Linked DNA regions of Sus scrofa: all the other regions are linked to region 3. The links are chromatin contacts, called in public Hi-C and targeted proximity ligation maps. All regions are on one chromosome and are shown on one strand. The core of a region is the stretch at or near the end of the contact, and the rest is flanking DNA. Distances in the headings are between cores, read along the strand shown.

Region 1 (2,700 bases), core at 150-2,649, 1.1 Mb after region 3:
GCATCACAGAGCCTAATGGAGCCCTTAAATCACATCATGGAGACAGCTTGGGGCTCCACCTGATGCTGATTCCAGGACTGAGGTGGTTGCTACAGCCGGGGCATCTGGGGTTGGATACTAATGTCCGTTAATGCACAGGAACTCAGGTCCTTTAGGGACCCAGCAAGCATACTCCTGCCCTGTGGGGACCACCAACTTATGAGATGCTCCGGAAATCCTTTAGAGCTCATCAAATTTACCCCTTGTTCCATCTGTTCGCTCTAGATATGGAGCAGGGTGTGTGTGTGTGTGTGTGTGTGTGTGTGTGTGTGTGTGCGCGCCTAGGTAAATGGACTCCTGACCCCAGTGTCAGGGACCTGGCTTCTCTCCCACTTTGTGCCAGCCTTAGTTCCCAAATGAAGAGCCTGAGGTAGAGCCTGTACCAAGGTAGTTTATTTTGGAAGCAATCCCAAGACCATGAGTGAAGCACCAGTGAGTAAAATAGGAAGGAAGAAACGTGAGCATCAGTTCGGGCATGACTGGGAGTGACTGACTGGGAGTGAAATATGTCTCAGAACCATTCACCTGGGAGAATGAGAAGGGGAAACGTTTATCCAACAGTGCCAGCTCCCTTTGGGTCAGGAGTGGCCCCTCCAACCTTAACCTCTCGAACAGTTCATCCTTAGAAGCCAAGCAAAGTTGTACAGTGAGCCAGAGAAGCCTGGGGAAGGAGGATTAGCTGCTCCACCTCCCCTGGCACACAGGCTGTTGGAACTGCATGGAACAGTGCACAGAATACGGGGCCGGGAGGGTGGGAAAGAGTGTAAAAAGGTGCCTCACACTCAGCCTTCCACTCACCCCCCCCAACACCACCACAGCAGGTGTTCGGGGCACCATCTCATCTGGTCCTCCCCCATTCCCAAGCAGCTGGCATCTTTTTCTTCCTTTCACAGACTAGGACCTTGAACCTCAGAGATGTCAGGTAACTTAGAGTGGCTGAAGGGGACTCAAACCCAGGCTACACACCTTGGACTCCTCCTTTCTTCACCCCTGAGCTGGGGAATGGAGATTCCAGACACATCACTGCATCTTTCTGATTCTTGGTGTCCTTGTCTGCAAGATCACGCTGATAACCTCTGCCTCCTTCCTGGGTTGTGATGAAGAACGAGAAATGTGTGTAAACTATAAAAGGAAGTACATATGCAAGGACTTTTTTTTTTCTTCAAAAGGCAAAAAAGGAAGGAAAGGAAAGGAAAGGAAAGGAAAGGAAAGGAAAGGAGGAAGGAAGGAAGGAAGAAAGAAAAAGAAAGAAAGAAAGAGAAAGAAAGGAAGAAAGAAAGGAACAGTACAACAGCATGTGCTGGTAGCAGAGGAAGGGATGGACATGTTTGAAAGCCACATCCATGACTTGGGTGGTTCTGCTTGAATAGACAGCTGCCACAAAGAGCCTGGAGCTGAGGCAGATTCCTTCTGTTTAGGGGACAGCCTTTCACTGGGGTTCAAATAAACATCTAAGTAACCGGGGGCAGAAGAACGGTTGCTGGGTGTGCCTCTGGTTATCCTAGAGAAACAAAAGCTAAGAACTACAGTTTCTCTCATATGAAGTGGAGCAGCTTTGCAATTGAAAGACAGAGCAATCCGCCTGGAGCAATTATGTTTTCATTATTATTCCCAAGCTGCTGTGTCACAAATCACATTTTCCATCCCCGGGCGTGTTGGTGCAGAGCTGCTGACTGCAGTTCCCATCATTCTACCAGCTGACTGCTCCAGCCGGGCCCTGGGAGCAGCGAGCCGGTGTCTCATTAACTGCAGTACCTGCACACAGATTGCAAACCCAGCGGAGCAGATGCTGTGTATTGAGGAAAACCTCCTCGTTTTAAAACGACCACAAGGTCCTTTTTACTATCAAATTCCTATTGGGATTTTTCTAGAAAGAAAGACCGTGAACCCCTTGAAGATGTTTGTGTCGACCTGCATTACAGCTCAGCTGAGACTGCTGAGGCTGGGCGTAACTTTGACTCGCAGGCACAAACACAAACACGCCCAGGCTCCATTGAAAAGTGGCAGACTTGAGAGCGCAGGGGCGCTGCCAGGCTCATGCCGCCATCATGTGGCCATAGGAGGAACTGCACCGAGGACAGGGGACCGCCAAATTTGCTATGGACTGTTGTGTCTTCCTTCCTCCAGCCCTTCCTCCCTCTCTCTCTCCCTTTTTCCTCTCCTCCTTCCTTCCTCTTCTCACTTCCCTCTTCCCTTCTTCCCTCCTACTTTCTTACACTGTGACAAACACTGGGATACAAAAATGCATCTGAGACGCCTTGTGCTTTTAAGTAGCCTGGTAGAAGGAGAGGAAAAGGGGAAGGGAAATAATTAAGTTCCACGGTTTCCAGCCCCTTCTCCTGGGTTCCTAAGAATGATCACAGTTAATTCTCACAAAAGCCCTGTGTGGGAGGGGGCATTACTGACACCAGTTGTCAAATTAATTTGAAGGGTCAGCCAACAAATCCTTGATTACTTGGTCATTAAAATAGATCAGGCAAATTCAAAGTCAAAATCGTGCAGTTTATATTTTAAAAAAGCTGATTCTTGCAAAACTTCACAAGCGTTACATCTAGGGGCGCAAATTATGCTTTTGCTTACTTATAGCTCTGAATAAAAATCAGTACTTTACCTCCAAACAGGCCTTAAGACCACGTCCTTATCCATTTTGCTATTAGATTA
Region 2 (2,802 bases), core at 12-2,511, 1.1 Mb after region 3:
CCTGGGTGCGGTGCTAAAAAGACTATATATATATATATATATATATATATATATATAAATTGAATATTTACGTATCTCTCCACCATGGAAAGGCTGGGAGGGTAGGTGCCATGTCTCATTTATATTTGTATTCATAACACATAACATAGTGACTGGCTTTGTAAAAACTCAATAATGCTGAGTGAATGAGGGAACGTGCTAAATTTAACTGCAGGGCCAGCTTCTGCTCAGAGGCTTGTGGCTCTCCTCCACCCCAGACAAAGTAAGTCATCCCCTTTTATTTCCCACTGCGGCCAAGCCTCCTACATTTCAGTCATATTTACTTGGGCAATATCCCACTCCCCCACTAGACTGTAAGTGCCCTGAGAGAAGCCACTCCATCTGTAGGACCTATCCCAGTGTTTATTTGCTAAAAGGATGCCTGAACAGGCTGAGAGTGCTCTCTGACTCCTAGGAACTCTGTGACTGAACTGCCCAAGGCACTGACATGGGCCTTGAGTGGGTGACCAGGCCTTGCTCACACTTCCTGCTTCCCTCCAGAACCCCCTGCTTGCCCAGCTCAAAGACTCGACTCTCTGTGTGGCAAAGCTCTGGAATCTGGCTGCTAAACTCCGAAGACAGGAAGACAGAGAGGCCAGGGAGTCATTTGAAATGACTGTCCTGAGCTCCCGTTTCATCATGTGTATGCACTTAGTGACACATCAGGAAATTTTTTTCCAGCAGCGAGTTTTTTTTCCTCCGTCCACTTGTGGACATGTTGAAAGATCACACATAGGTTTTCAATGAAGTCACTGACAATCAGGGGAAGCCAGCAGCCACAGCTGGTGGGTCCGAGTCTCACCCCCCCCCCCAGGGGGGACAATTTAATCTCTTGGCCTCACATTGGGAAAGCAGTCTGAGGAAGGTAAAGACTCTGTTAACCTTTTTTTTGAAGAAAGAAAGATCAAGAGTAACAAGAAGAAACTGTATGACTTGAGGCAGCTGCTGCTGTTACTAAAAAGTAAGAAAGGAGGTGGGAGGGGCCTTAGCCCGTGGATGACAGGAGGCTTGTTATCAGCGGCCAGGGTGGCCGGGACTGGTGCTCCTGGGAGAATATCACTTCCTTTGTGGAGTAAGATAGGAGAAGATTTCTAGCCCCCACGGAGCAGCGTAGGGAGTCTGGGGTTTGGGGACACTTTCTGATTCAGGATGCCTGGATTCAAACAATGTCAGTATCGCTTGTGAGGCTCGTAAGCGATGAGTAACAGGAGAGGGATGATTCATAGGCCAGGGAACCCTGGAAGCAGTCAGTAAAGTCTTGAAAGATGCAGGCAGCGGTGTAGCACAGCTGTTGGTCTTGCCACTTGTGGATTCGGGGTGGGTGGGGGGAGCCATTCCAATGAGCCAGCAGTTCTCATCCTGACTGCTTGCACCACAGCCATGATTTCACCCCATAGAGCCTCTTCCGAAAAGCAAATCAAAAAGAGGTTCAGAGACTGTGGAGGGCCCCGATGCTCACATTTCCTGCTGAATCCAGAGGTCTACATGCTTGACTAGGATTCCCTGATCATATTTTTGTCCATCAGCCAATTAAAAGAGTGCATCATTCAAAAGGAAAGCTTAATTGCCTCTGAAACTAGGACATTTCGTACTCAAAAGGAATAGCTGACCGGGAGCAATGACCACCTCTATGGTTACATGTAATGAGACCGAAATGCTATCAGAACGTACTGATCAGCTCTCAGAGCTTTTCAACACCACATTCACAAAGATAAATAAGGTGCAGTCACCGACCTTGAGGAACTCATCAGGAACAAGGTGGAGAGAGCCACATAAACAGGGGATTACGACACAGTGGCGTATGTGCTACAGTGAAGTTTATGCCTACTGTGAACACTGAGACTGAGGAGAGGAGGGATGAGGAATAAAGAAGCCAGAAAGGACGGAGGGCAACAATAAGAAAGAAGAGATCAGGGAGCTCCTGTTGTGGCAAAGAGGAAACGAAGCCAACTAGGAAGCATGAGGTTGCAGGTTCGATCCCTGGCCTTGCTCAGTGGGTTAAGGATCCAGCATTGTCGTGAGCTGTGGTGTAGGTCACAGACGTGGCTCAGATCCTGCGTAGCTGTGGCTCTGGTGTAGGCCGGCAGCTACAGCTCCGATTAGACGCCTAGCCTGGGAACCTCCAAATGCCACGGGGGCAGCCCAAGAAATCACAAAAAGATAACAAAAAAAAAGAAAAAGAAAGAAAACAGAGTAATACCAAAAGACAATGGATTGTATACTAACATTACTATATAATCCATTATCTTTCAATTGTACTCATACACATGAATAATAGAGCATATACATATGTGTGATATACATGTATATATAATAAAGTAATATATATGGTTGGGGCATCACATGATGATAAAACAATCTACAGGAAAATAGTAATCCTAAATATATATGCACTAAAGAACAAACCCTCAAAACATATAAAACAAAAACTCATAAAGCTGAAAGAAGAACTGTAGTTGAGGACTCTTAACACTTTACTCATAGAAAGTAACAGAACTACCAGACAGAAAATCAGCAAAGTTATAGAATGGAGCAATACAACCAAACAGTAAAATCTAATTGACATATACAGAACAATCTACCCAACAATAGTAGAATACACATTTTTTTTTCAAGAAATCATAGGACATTTACTAAGATAGACATATTCTGGGCCATAAAACAAGCCTCAACAAATTTTAAAGAACTGAAATTATAAAAGTATATTATTTAACCATAATGGAGGTGAACTAAATTCAATAACAGAACAAACAGCAGGAAAAT
Region 3 (2,700 bases), core at 18-2,517:
CCACAGCTCACGGCAATGCCAGATCCTTAACCCACTGATTGAGGCCAAGGGTCAAACCCGCAACCTCATGGTTCCTAGTTGGATTCATTAACCATTGAGCCACGACGGGAACTCCAACACATAGGATTTGTTATTCCCATGTCATAGTTGAGCATCCCAAGGCCATATGAATATTAAGAGGCAGACCAAGAATATGAACCCAGATCCCTCTGACTTAAAGCCTAAATCCTCTGCAACATCCCAGGTCTACTCAACTCCCATGGACTCATAGATATCGATAAAAAAAAATCCCCAGATACAACATAAGATACCCATGCTGTGGCTCCTCTGTGGGCACAGCCCGAGGAGAGCACAGTGGTTATGGATACAGGCTTCCGACTTTGCCAGATCTGGCCTCACGGCCTTGCTCTACCACTCAGTAATTCTCACATGTTAGAATAGAAAGTTGATATAAATGCACACACTCACACACACAGAGACACTCATCGCCGATTCAGTGCTGAAAGGCATCCAATGCAGCATCCTTACTTTGCAGTTGAGAACGCCAGTGCTGGGTGGAGGGGAGAGCACAGGGGTTTCCTGCCTGGGGTCCCACAGGGAGAGAGCACCGGGGACATCAGACATCCCCCCCCATCCCAAGTCTGATGCTCTCTCCAGAGTCCCATCCCAGCCTGCCTCCCTCTAGAAACACATTCAAGTTTTCAAATGGTGACTCCCCAGATCAAAGGAAATGGCCCCCTCAGATAAAGCAGATTCTCACAGAGGAAAAATGTCCATTCCATGCTGAGATTTTTCCTCTATCTGCTCATTTGCGGGGGTCATGAGAAGGTCAGGGGAAAGCTCTTATGACGTGGCTCCTGGGTCTCCACACCCAAGAATGCAGGAAGATTTCAATAAATCAGACGGCGGGCAGGAATTCAGACAGGCTCCCCCACATGTTCTGTGCCTTTATTCCCCCCGGGTGGATACCATCAGCTGTCTTGTTGCTAAGAGACCCGAGTGGGTGGGAAAGGCCAATTGTCTTATTTTTCAAACTTATCTACAAAACCGGTTTGTGCCTCTGCTCCGTCCAGGGGTTCGGCTTTCTTAAGAACAGGATATTACCACCAGGCAGATGGAGTGAGTGAGAGTACATTTTGTCGAGAAACGGACTGAGCTTTTCCTGGACATTCAATGTCACCCAGCAGAGTCCTGGGAGCTGCCAATTACGGGTCTGATGCAATGTTTGGGAAAGAGCCGCAGAGTACACATGACTCAACAAAATATTCTGATTTACATTCCTATCTCCCAGGCAGTTGCACTTTTATCAGCACCAACAAGGGCTATGGGGTCAGTAGGCGTGCTGGGCTGAGTTCGTCATCAGAGAATTAAAAGGAATTAAAAAAAAACAAGAAGAGGTTGTGGGGAGGTGAGAATCTGAATCACTCCGGGACTTTCCTTTTCGGTTGCATTCCAATCGGACAGACCCAAACCTGGCAGAGCCCTTCTATTGCTCAATGTCAAAAACATTCCCCTGGAATGTGGGCCATGTGAACTTGGACACCCCCTGCAGTTTCCCTCTGTGGCCCAGCAGGCTGCATCCACCATAAGCGGGGCCCTCAGGAGAGTCCGGGGCATGTTTCATATAAAAAAGGCAGGGGCTCCAAAGGTGAGCTTTCACCAGCCCTCTCCCACCAAGGCCTCTGTGCAGACTCGCGCTGCACTCTGATGAGCCCAGCAGAGATGGAAAATGAGCTCTTGGGAACAGGTCGGTGGGTTTTGTTTTGTTTTGTTTTTCTTGCCTTAGTAGAAAGCAAGAATGTGAATTCACTTCCTCCTTGTCTGGGTTTGTACTTGGCTTATGAGCTCATTCCGCCCACCTTGACCCCCCAGCAAAACCCGGCTATAACCTCTTATTTCTGAAGAACTCTAAGAGCCACGTCTAAGGACATCTAATTCCCCGTTCTGCCCCCTGCCCACATAGACCCCTCCCTCCTTGGCTTGAAGAGTCAAGATAGCAATCTTTGTCACACGAGTGTAACTGAGAGCATAACTCAGCCCCAAAAGCCCATTTCGATCTTGCAGCATGTTTCAGAGCCGAGTGCTCCAGCCAGCAAAGAACTCATAGTTGGCAGAGCCTTCTGAGTAACTGTGTACAGACCACATCCTCCTCCTGTCCACTTCTAAAACCCATCCAGAAAAAAGGAAGGCCTCTGGAGTTCCCTTCGTGGCACAGTGGTTAACAAATCTGACTAGAAACCATGAGGTTGCAGGTTCGATCCCCGGCCTTGCTCAATAGGTTACGGGTCTGGCGTTGCCGTGAGCTGTGGTGTAGGTCACAGACGCGGCTCGGATCCCTCATTGTTGTGGCTCTGGGTAGGCCGGCAGCTGTAGCTCCGATTAGACCCCTAGCCTGGGAACCTCCACATGCCACGGGAGCAGCCCTAGAAAAGGCAAAAAGACAAAAAAAAAAAAAAAAAAAAAAGGAAGGCCTCACAAGCCATGTGCCATCAGCTACAGAGAAGAATGGCGTTGCGTGCATCCTGCTGTGTGTAAGAGTCAGGGATACGCAGGTTCTAGAAAATAAAATTACCTAACTTAAATTGAATGCTGACTGTGAAGAGGCAGACGGCAAGACCGCAGGGGCTTTATCCTGTTTATTGTTCCCAACAACCAATGGGGCGTCTACAATACCTTTTCAGATTTACAACTCAGTAGGAT

The links. A called contact is a pair of places that touch in the nucleus more often than the background predicts.
Region 1: a targeted proximity ligation map of skeletal muscle shows a contact between it and region 3, with 4 times the contacts expected there. A contact is called at or near these places in 1 of 47 Hi-C or Micro-C datasets (embryonic fibroblasts) and 1 of 2 datasets of targeted methods (skeletal muscle).
Region 2: a contact with region 3 is called in a Hi-C map of embryonic fibroblasts, with 2.9 times the contacts expected there. A contact is called at or near these places in 3 of 47 Hi-C or Micro-C datasets (adipocytes, embryonic fibroblasts and fibroblasts).

What each region holds. Positions count from the first base shown.
Region 1 is chr4:13,182,067-13,184,766 of Sscrofa11.1, forward strand. No RefSeq gene overlaps it. Among named protein-coding and RNA genes, the nearest start is that of FAM84B, 260 kb to the right of the region's middle.
Region 2 is chr4:13,222,925-13,225,726 of Sscrofa11.1, forward strand. No RefSeq gene overlaps it. Among named protein-coding and RNA genes, the nearest start is that of FAM84B, 220 kb to the right of the region's middle.
Region 3 is chr4:12,098,859-12,101,558 of Sscrofa11.1, forward strand. No RefSeq gene overlaps it. Among named protein-coding and RNA genes, the nearest start is that of MYC, 360 kb to the right of the region's middle.